Linked DNA regions of Gossypium hirsutum: regions 1, 3 and 4 are each linked to region 2. The links are chromatin contacts, called in public Hi-C maps. All regions are on one chromosome and are shown on one strand. The core of a region is the stretch at or near the end of the contact, and the rest is flanking DNA. Distances in the headings are between cores, read along the strand shown. Region 1 has its middle 14 kb from the start of LOC121221106. Region 2 has its middle 72 kb from the start of LOC107892384. Region 3 holds the start of LOC107892377 (structural maintenance of chromosomes protein 4). Region 4 holds the start of LOC107892391 (60S ribosomal protein L34).

The links. A called contact is a pair of places that touch in the nucleus more often than the background predicts.
Region 1: a Hi-C map of leaf shows a contact between it and region 2, with 4 times the contacts expected there. The contact joins two enhancer-like sites. A contact is called at or near these places in 7 of 34 Hi-C or Micro-C datasets (anther, hypocotyl, leaf and 1 more).
Region 3: a Hi-C map of leaf shows a contact between it and region 2, with 4 times the contacts expected there. The contact joins the promoter of LOC107892377 here to the enhancer-like site in region 2. A contact is called at or near these places in 5 of 34 Hi-C or Micro-C datasets (all in leaf).
Region 4: a contact with region 2 is called in a Hi-C map of leaf, with 3 times the contacts expected there. The contact joins the promoter of LOC107892391 here to the enhancer-like site in region 2. A contact is called at or near these places in 4 of 34 Hi-C or Micro-C datasets (leaf and petal).

Annotation. Positions count from the first base shown.
Region 1 is chrD09:4,154,507-4,157,206 of Gossypium_hirsutum_v2.1, reverse strand. No RefSeq gene overlaps it. Among protein-coding and RNA genes, the nearest start is that of LOC121221106, 14 kb to the left of the region's middle. Within about 2 kb of position 1,251, at least 4 of the 9 cell types and tissues checked have an H3K27ac peak or open chromatin away from gene starts, as enhancers often do. A contact at or near this core is called in leaf, where this site is marked.
Region 2 is chrD09:4,020,741-4,023,471 of Gossypium_hirsutum_v2.1, reverse strand. No RefSeq gene overlaps it. Among protein-coding and RNA genes, the nearest start is that of LOC107892384, 72 kb to the right of the region's middle. Within about 2 kb of position 1,266, at least 2 of the 9 cell types and tissues checked have an H3K27ac peak or open chromatin away from gene starts, as enhancers often do. A contact at or near this core is called in leaf, where this site is marked.
Region 3 is chrD09:3,880,905-3,883,604 of Gossypium_hirsutum_v2.1, reverse strand. LOC107892377 (structural maintenance of chromosomes protein 4) reads left to right here and starts at 1,400. Exons shown (of 29, transcript XM_016817448.2): 1 at 1,400-1,637; 2 at 2,446-2,535; 3 at 2,697-2,700. The coding sequence starts at 1,488.
Region 4 is chrD09:4,248,066-4,250,765 of Gossypium_hirsutum_v2.1, reverse strand. LOC107892391 (60S ribosomal protein L34) reads right to left here and starts at 1,315. Exons shown (of 4, transcript XM_016817469.2): 1 at 1,092-1,315; 2 at 900-979; 3 at 226-335; 4 at 1-127. The coding sequence starts at 1,170. The coding sequence ends at 34.

The DNA of each region.
Region 1 (2,700 bases), core at 2-2,501, 130 kb before region 2:
CTCGGCCCAAAATAACAGTCACAGTTCGCTAGGCCCACTAGCGACCCCAGATTGGCAGGTCTACTGGCAATCCTTGCTTCGCCAAGCCTATTGGCGAACACTAACTCGCTAGACAAACTATTGAACATTAGTTTGCCAATCTTACTAGTGTACACCATTGCACCAGTCTTGCTGGTGTATACCATCTCGCCAGACCTACTAGCATATACTAGCTCGCCAAGCCTTCTGGCGAACTCCAACTTGCTAGGCCTACTGGCGATCACAATTCGCCAAATCCATTGGCAGATCCTACTTCTCCAAAGCTACTGGCAACCTTTGTTCACCAGGCTCAAACTTCTAGGTCCTATTTTGGGATGTTGCAATAACTCTTGATCTAATTTAGATGGCTCAATTCTTGATTTGTAATTAAGATAGTAATATATCTAATCACCTTGGATAGCTATAATTGGGATTTATTCTTAATCAATTTGATCTAAATTATTAGCACGATAATATAGAGTAATAATTAGATTAAATTAGTTCTTTAATTGCTTGGAAGAGAATTAAGAGTAGTACTCGGGTTCGTCATAAACTTTATTAAGATAATTTGGGTGGAAAAAGAATAACTGGCTAATACATTGGATGCAATTGTAATCTTAGTATTTTATTAATTGGTTGATTATTTCATTTTTATTTATAAGATTTAGTTTGAAAATTTTGGTTTCTATTTATTTGAATAAGTTTTAGAGTAATAATTGGTAACTAGTGCTATAATTACCAATAACTCTCCGTCGAAACGATATTTTTATACTAGTTATGATTTGTGTACTAAAACGTGCAATATTTTGGCAACATTGCGGCGTTAATTTAGTCATGAGTTTTGGTTTCTTTTCTAACCATTAGATTAATTTTTATTATTACTAGTCTACCAATTTTTGGTTAAGGCACGTACATTCCATCCAATTACTTAACGAACAAGTGACCAAAAATACAATCTCAATAATATCAGTAATCACTTGTTACTATTAATGGTTGGATAGCCATGATATATTTTACCATTAAATATAAGCATAAAAAAGTTCCTCACAAACCACTTATTAATAGGCCTTCTTATCAAGTGGACATCTAAAATTTAGGGGAATTTTAGTTTTATTTGTATCCCATGAGGTCTAAGATCTATCCTTTTAAATTTTGGTTGGGTTTAAGATATGGAATTCGACCCAATCCATTGAAGTTGGAAGGCCAAGGGTCGAAGACAGTCAACGTGACTTAAAATTGGCCACAAAATCCATCTGAAAGGAAATGAAAAGTGGCCATTTCGTCTCTTATTTTGGGTCACCCAAATTGGCTTTTCCATTTTCATCTCGATTCCACATATTACAGTTCAAAAGTCCAAACACTTTGGTGGGATTTAACCTAAAAGAATGTTCCAAATTGCTTTCAAAGGTTCCAATCTTTGAAAATTCAAAGATGTTATTCCGTTTAGGTTTTGTAAACCATCAAGAAAATGAGCTTCGGATTGAGACACCCATTCCGCTTTAAATCATCATTTATGTATACGTTTGAGATTTTGATTTTTTATTAAGTCTAATTTAATCTTATAAATGCAAACATATCATTAAATATATTGAAATACTACATATAGAACAGATGTATTAAACATATTGTGTTTTTCTTGATAATCAAGTGTTATGGATTGGCTGATTGAGTCTTAATTCAATTAGTATCGGCATGGTTGCTAGTGCAAGAGGATGTGGATTTGAGTGCGCTGAAGCGCATTATTCTCTTATTTAAAGGTCGAAGAGAAGGCTATAAGTAATTTTAGGCATTGTATAAAAAAAGTATGATGAATTAATTTCAATTTTATAAAAAAAAAACTCCAATTCAATGCTAATCTAAATACAAATTTTTTTTGAATCATAATCTAAATACAATTCAATTAAACATTAACAGGGCAATTTTTTTTAAAAAAAGAAGAAAAAAATATTAACATGTCATTGTTTAGAAGCATTTCATAAAGCATATATCTGCCACTATCAAACACACAAATTATTAGGTATGCATGACTCGAGAATAGTTGGACCACAAAATAAAGTGCATATAAAATTTATGCTTCAAAATAATTTTAGTGGTCCATTAATTGACTTTAAATTTAAGTGTTTTTAGAGGAAATAAAATAATATCTTATACAACCTTAGTGAAATTTTTAGATATACCCAATTTATATTAGTTTTGAAGTTCAAAGCAGTGGCTTCTTTAGATCTTAACGTCTAATTTCGATTAATTTGAGAAGAGAAAGACCAAGAAATATAAGGAGAGTAAAGAATTTTTTCCCCAAAGTATATATTTACATCATTCATATCATAATCAAATATATTACATTAGTAATGGATACAGATAGGCCTAACTTAATTGATAGAGGATGAACCTCGTAAACCAAGAATGATTCCAAGTTGTTTCGGACTCCAAGGATGGTTAAACCGAATTAGGAGTTGTAACCCAATTTGAAGGAGGAGTCTTGAGCAGCTAGCTTTTGCAGTTTTTAGACCTGAAATTTCAGCAACAAAATTAAGCAATTCAATCAATGAATTAAAACATGAAGCAGGGAGAAAGCTAGAAGTTTATATTTTGGGGTTAAAATTAAATTATAAAATTTTAAAGGGGTTAAATATAATTTTATCGTATATACCTATTATTTTAGAATTGAAAGGGTTAAACTGA
Region 2 (2,731 bases), core at 17-2,516:
CCAATCCCTAATATAAGAATCCTGGTATTACTTTTACCTTAAATATCCACTTTGCTAACAGCTGTCCTTACATTTTAATGGTGGGGAATCCGGTCTAATGTTGGGTGTTTTGAAATTATGATTATAAGTTGTCCTACAATCTTACAACATAAAATTGAATACAAAGAAATGTATGAAAACACCATTTCATTGAACTTTTTTTGGCTTGCTTAACAATGCTTTCTACTCTTTTTCCATTTCATGTGAATTAATAATGACCTTCTGACACATGCTTTATTCCTTAATGTTAATATGTTTTTACTTGGAATAAATTATAATGCAACACATTTATTTGTAATTAAAGATATAAATATTAGTATTTTATGGCAAAAACTAACCAAATTTTAGTGATATTGATTAAATTAATATTTAAAAATGATATTTTTTTAAATTAAAAATTAAATAATTTTAAGCATTTAAAAATATGAATTGACCGAATTTCATTGTAAAGAATAAATAAATGAAAAATGGTTCATAAAGCAATATAATCATAGAATTTTGACATGAGAATTGTTGATTTTTTTTTTAATTTAAGAAATTTATTAATGAAAGATGAAGAGTACTTCTGTCCATCTAGATCCTTTTCTTATTGAATTTTTCTTCCTAAAAGCTTAATTATAAATCGATAAATAAAATAATTTATTTATAAATATTCACCAAAATTAAATTTCTTGTTGAATATAAGCAAGTCTTTCTATAATAAACGTAATATGACACATTAAGATACAATTAATGTAAATATCTAAATCCTCAAAAGGAATCTTCAAACATGTCTTTAATAAATAGTATACGGGTAAAAATCTTCGCGACATCAAACTATCTGATTAAAAGTCTTGATACAATCTTTATTTGGCTTGATTCTTACATGATATGTCTTCACTAATGGGCTACTAAAATTCCTTAAAAGATAAACATTTAAAAGCTTCAAATGGTTTTGATCAAAATATGTCAATCAAATAATGCAAATTAGAATGAGACGTGAGATGTTACTTTAGTTGCAATATCTAACTTTTGTAATTGGCATTAAAATATATAATAATTCAACTTTCACCTATATTTATTTATTTAATAATTAAGTAATTGCATTTATTATACATTAATATAATTAGTACAGATATTAACTTTTAGGCTATTCAATTAACTCTATTTATCGAAAGCCTAAATTTGTTCTTTGAATTATTAAAAAAATACTTTTGGGTTTTGGCCCAAAGAACTATAATAGACCAGATTTACATAAACCACTTTCTCTAAAGCCCGGACCGGGTTAGTTGGGCTCATCGGGTTGGATGGGATAGATTTAGAAATTAGAATGACTTTAGAAAAAAAACTGATGGATCAAAAAGCCTGCAAGTAAAAGAAAAAAAAATTAAAAAGTTCAACATAACCCATTTCAAAGGTTGCTTTGTCTAATGTGGGTTTACTTTATTGGGCCTAACACAAATTTGATTTGCTTATGTATTTTCTATGCACAATTTTTTTTTTCTAAATTGAATTCAGAAAGTGAGCATTAGGTACTGAGTTTGGATGGGCGGTGAGGTGCGATACAATGCGTTTAATTTATTTTTTGTCTCACGCTATAGTGTCGCTACAATATCTAATCTCACCACCACCATTGTTTTTACACTGGCCATAGGTAAACACATCGCTCATCCAAACTCAACCTTAATTGACATCGAAACTCTTGTGAAATTCGATTACATCACCTTGTAATTGTGGAAGCTTTATAAATTTATGAAGCTTCCGAATGGTTTTTTCTTTAAAATAATCTCATGAAATTGATTATAAATTAATTATGGTTAAAATATGTCATGAGTCACTTCACTTTTCATAAATTTGGAATTTAGTTTATTTAGTTTTCTTTTAGAAATTTAGTCTCTCTACTTTTAAGATTTCACAATTTAAGTTTAATTGCTAACGTTGTTAGATTTTTTTTATTAAATTTATTGCTGTGACATTTTAAAATAAAAAAGTACTCACTTGGTAGCTATTTAGCTAAAAGAAATAATGTCATGAAAAACATAAATTTAACAAATAACAGTATTAACAATTGGATCTAAATTTTGGAATCTGAAAACTAAGGCTAATTTCATAAAAATAAAATTACAATGGTTAAATTCCAAATTTAAAAAAAGCACATAGACTTATAAGATATTTTAACCATTATGGATCCAACATTGTAGTTTGGACTGCGACAAGATACGTAGATTGTTACCATAATGAAGTTTATTGTAATTACCTTACAGTGCGGCTGTGATTTTGTATCGCAGAAGTCGAGCTTCAACTTGATCATGTCGTCAAAAGAACACTTAAGGGTCTAATGACGTAATCACATTGCCATTGTAGCTGCAATTTTACTTCCTTATGGACTACTTGAACTGGTGTTAGCTCTCTTATTAGTAATGAAGTTGATTATAGTTGATCCACCGTGCCAAAAAAAACATTGTTAGCTCTCTTCATTTCTATTCTTGGAACTTAACACATCAATCTTTTTCATAATTCATACTTATTACTCATAATTACTACTTGCTCATGTAAATATTTTCATTTATGCTCTTTTGGAAAAATAAAAAAAATGCGATTTAGTCTTTATACTCTTCGCTTTATTCAATTTAGTTCAATTATGACTTCCCTAACACTAATAAATATTCCACATCATCTTCGTACCTGATAATCATTTTAACTCATTTTTTCT
Region 3 (2,700 bases), core at 151-2,650, 140 kb after region 2:
CGTTTTAATTTTAAACTTTAAATTTGTATTATTTGCTAAATTATCACAAAATAGATAAAAAAATTAATGTTTGTTAATTTTACTGATGAAAAATTCACATGACAGTCCATGTAAATCATATGAAAATGATATTTTGGCAATTAATTAATTTTTAAAATTTTTATACTTTTAAAAATAATTTTAATAAAATTTTAAATTTCTTAAAATTTAAAAAATTAAATTATTATTGACATGACATCTACATGGCAATCCACGTGTATACCACATCAAAAAAGTTGACAAATATTAATTTTTCTATCCATTTTAGAGTGATTTGACAAATAACACAGATTTAAGGGTCAAAAGAGACGAAAAATTAAATAGAAGAGTAAAATAATTTTTTATAAAATTAAAGGACCAAATAGATAATTATGCCTTCTTGATTATAACTAAGTCGTAGATGAATACCATTTCAAATGAATGTGATTTCTATGTGATTTCTATCTCAATCATAACATTGTTTTATCATGCAAACTTTCATGAAAAGAAAAGAAAAAAAAAAGGGAGAAAAGAGAAAAAAAGAAAAAAAGAAAGAGGAAAAGAAAACAAAAGACAAAGTTAAAAGAAAAAGAATTAAATTGTTAAAAAAATGTATAGGGATTAGTTGTATAATGTAACTTGAAATGATGATATTAATGTCATACTTTAATTTACCGTTATATCGGTAATGCTAATTAAGGGGCCAAAAGTATTTACCTTTTTTTTTGCCAATATATTGCTTGGGAATCCAATTGACTAAGAAAACTAGCCATGATACAAAAGTTGAATTGTTCACCAATTTAGTTCATTTTGTCATTTTAGTCCTCAACCTTCTAAATTTGGTTAAATTATTTTTTTTTGTTGGATGCAAAAGTTGATTGAATTGTTAAAATTTTAATGGCACTATGTGACGACTCACATGATAGTCCATGTATACTTCGTAAAAAATATTTTTTAAAAATTCAACAAATTATAAAAGGCTCATTTTTTAAAATGTATCCACATCAACAATGAAGTACACGTGGATTGTCACATGTGTTACCACACTAGTGCTATTACAATCTTAGTTTTCAGTGAGCTTTTCTGTACAACAAGAACTCAAGAAGTAATTTGACTAAAATTTGAAGGTTGAGAACCAAAGTGATCCATAAAAAAGATTAGGACTAAAGTGAGAAAATGAGTAAACATTAAGAGCTAAAATTGTCATTACGCCTTAAAAAATAAACAATGTGGGTTTTATTTTTGCAATGTGCAAGTTTCAGAAGCTTATTAATGGTCAAAAGGGCCGAACGAAGGCCCATTTATGTTTTTTCATTTCAAATTCCCGCTAAAATATCCCTTTTGAAATTTCGCTCAAATACTTTTTAAACTTTTTCATCTTCCTTTTAATTGTTTATTCCATCAACTCGTCACGAAGTCTCAAACCGATTCAACAGCAGCGAGTTGACTCAGTAGCCGCTCATTTCCGTATGGGGATGGAAACGAAGGATGAGTTCGCGACTCGCGAACCAGACCGGGCCCAAGTGGGATCTCGAGGACCGAGGTTAGTAATTAACGAGATGGTGATGAGGAACTTCAAATCTTATGCCGGTGAACAGCGCGTCGGTCCCTTTCACAAGGTTATATTTTCTTTTATCGTTTAATTTTGATAGTTTTTGTTTGGTTTCTAGTAAAGTTTGGAAATTGAGAAGGAAAATTGCAAAATTTATGTAATAATTCCGCGGACTCAACTTGGATTAGCTTTTCCTTTCGTTATTAGTTCATTATTTCGTTTTTTTTTCTTTTGAGAAAATGAAGAACTGAGAATGAAATTAAAAATTGCATGACTTCAACTCGAATAGCTTTCTTTTTTTTCTCCTTTTTGTTGTAATTTTAACGGTTTCCTTTTGGTTACTGAGAAAGCACTGGAAATCGAGAAATAAATTGCAGATTGATGAACATTTCAAAAATTTATATTTTCGATTACTTTTTTTTATAGATAGATGTAGAAAGTAAGCTTTTAGTTTGTTTGTTAGTAGTCTAACTCCTGCTTGGTTGCCGATAAAAAAATGTAAAATGAGAAAGAAAATAAAAATGATATGATAATTGCACGAATTGAATTTGAGATAATTTATTTTTTCTGTTATTAGTGTTTCCTTCTTTTGGTTGCGAGAAAGAGGTGGAAAATTGAGTGGGAAGTTGCTAGTCTATATGACAAGTTCAAAAATTTAACTCAAATTATGACTTTTTCAAATAATTAGCTTTCGTATTTCAGGTCTTAGTTTCTTTAAGTTTGTTCACTGTACTATTGAGTAAGCTAAAAAGATATCATTTTGTCCTCAAATTTTACTTTTCATCTTAGGAATTTAATATCTCTTCCACTGACTATAAACTTTAACTCTTTCTCTCTGTTCCCCCTGATTTATTTTCTTGTTCGATGAAATTTAGAGCTTTTCTGCTGTGGTTGGGCCAAATGGAAGTGGTAAAAGCAATGTGATAGATGCCATGCTTTTTGTATTTGGGAAGAGAGCAAAGCAGGTAGTTTTTATTAGCAATATTCTATTATTTGGGTATTTATCTTCTTTTTTGTTCCTTTGTAGCTACAATGGTACTTCTAATCATATACCTGGCAGTACTTTTTGAAGATTTCCCTTTTTCTATATCATTTCGTGCTTGATTTTGCTGATCTACTTGTGCAGATGC
Region 4 (2,700 bases), core at 66-2,565, 230 kb before region 2:
AACACAATTCAGCTTCATCAGCATTTAAAATTCCTAGCTCTTTGATGATTGCTTTTCCTTAGTCTTCTGGATTTTCAGAACCTTCTTCACAATCTTTTGCTCTTCGACTAAGAAGGCCCGAATTATCCTTAAAATGATATAAAAACCAGAATAAGAGAAGAATAAGATTTTGCATCTATCACAACAAATTAAAAACAAGCTATTAAGTCATGCACATAGTAGTACCTTTCTCTAACAGCACTCCCAGACAAAACACCACCATAGGCACGATTCACCGTCCTACGGTTCCTAGGCAATCGAGACCGCTTGTATTCAGCAGGTCTCAAGTGAGGAATCTGCAAACAAGCCATATAAGAAAACAATGAGAGCAAAGCTCAAAACTTCACAACTCGAACCCGATCAGCCACACATCCAGTAATAACTGAAACATAACTACTCCAACAAGTAACATGAAAACGAAATACTCCTCATATCGGTCAAAAAGGTTCTACATTTCTACTAGATATGCAGCAAGTATAGTAAAATCAAGTGAGACAGTTTGAATTTTGTAAACTGCTTCAAAGTGAAGCGCAATAAAGGGTTCCACAATAAATGAATTTATCACCAGTTCCTGAAGTAGAAAACAAGTTTTGACCATTATTTTCAATTTTTATAGATCTTAAAACTATGAAACTAAACAAATCTTAAACAGTATCAGAATCTATGTTTAATTCAATACACAAAGTTCAATACGCAAACATGAAAATGAATATAAACAGAGATACCCAAATCATCATTTTCTCAATCAAATAAACAAAAGCGTATCTGCATTTCATACTTAGTCCCAACAATAGAAATCCAAATTTCCAACTAAAAACAAAACAACAGAGCTTAAAATCATAATAATAAAATGAACTTACACCCTGAATTCGCTTTCCAGTAACAGGACACTTAGGCCCACTCGCTCTCTTCTTAGTAGTCTGATAGACTAATTTCCCACCTTTAGAAAAGAAAGAATGGATGAAAACCCATTATTTTCAAACAATTTTTTTAATAAAATAACATAGAGCAGCAAAAGCGGCGGGCGTCATTGTGGGAACTTCAAGACTTACCGGGGGTCTTAACGACACGGTGTTGATTGGATTTGGTAGCATAGCTATGGCGAGTACGGTAAGTGAGCCTTTGAACCATTTTTGATAGTTTTTAAGGCTTTGGGTTTTATTTTCTCAGCTCTGGTTTCAGAAAGAAACGCGAAAGACAGAGCGAAGGCCAAAGGGGTCGAGAGAAGGAGAAGGGAGTCTATAAATACCCATTCTTTTGATGTAAGCCCTAGATCGGACGGTTCTAATTTGGTCTCTTTCTTATCAACGGCTAAAGTTATGCAGCACGTGTGATTTCTATTTAAAGATAAATAATTTTTTTAATATTATTTATATTATTATTTTCTATTTCACGAGTCATTTAGACACCAACTCATTTAAAAAATTAAGAAAATATTATTTCATAATTAAAATATATAATATTACTTGAGAGTATTTTAGTCTTTTCACTTTAAAAAAAACCAATAAAAATATACAAAGGATGAGATTCAAACCCACAAATGCATTAGTAAAACTTTTAATTTACCTGTAAACTAAAGTTTTGTTTTGATATTTTTAACATTTTAATTTTTTATGCATATTCTATTACCTTCATAAGTTGTATATCTACACGTCTATTTAAACTATTGATTGAGTTAGTTCACGAGTCAACTGAGCACCAACTCGGTTAAGAAATTACGGGTATGTCATTTCATAATTAAAATAAGTAATATTATTCGAGAGTATTTTAGTTTTTCACTTTAAAAAATAAATAAAAATATACAAATGATGAGATTTAAACCCACATCAATTACATTAGTAAAACTTTTAATTTACTACTTATCTAATGCTTTATTTAAATATTTTTATACATTTTAATATTATTACGCATACTCTATTACCTCCATCACATATATATTTACATAATTTACTATGCCTTTTATTGAGTTAGTATCATTCATCAACCGAGTTCCAACTCAATTACAAAAATTATAGAAATATCCTTCTGTTATATTATTTAAGCGAACTTTATTCTTATTATTTTAACAAAAACTAATTAAAAAATGCAAATGCTGATATTTAAATCATTATCAATTAAATTGGTAATATATTAAATTTACTATTTAACCAAAGCTTCATTTTAATATATTTTAAACATTTTTATTTTAATATGCACAATTATTATTTTCATCAGTTGTATATTTATATTTCTATGCTTACTATTTATTAAGCCTTTTACCGAGTTGGTATCACCCATCAACTAGGTCCCAACTCAGTTACAAAATTACAGAAATGTCATTCTACAATTAAAATAAGTTATATTATTTGAGTGTATTTTAATCTTTTTATTTTAACAAAAAACTAATAAAAAAGTGTATGATGAGATTTGAACTCATACCAATTAAATCGGTAAAATTTTAAATTTATTACTCAACCAAAATTTCGTTTTGATATATTTTTATACATTTTTATTTAATATGCACTATTTATTATTTTCATCAGTTGTATATTTACACTATTTATTAAGCATTTTATTAAGTTAGTATTACAAGTCAACTCGACACTACTCACAATTGATGACAACGCCATGATAAATAATTATAGTGCATTTAGCATGTTAACTGATGTATTTATGTGTTTA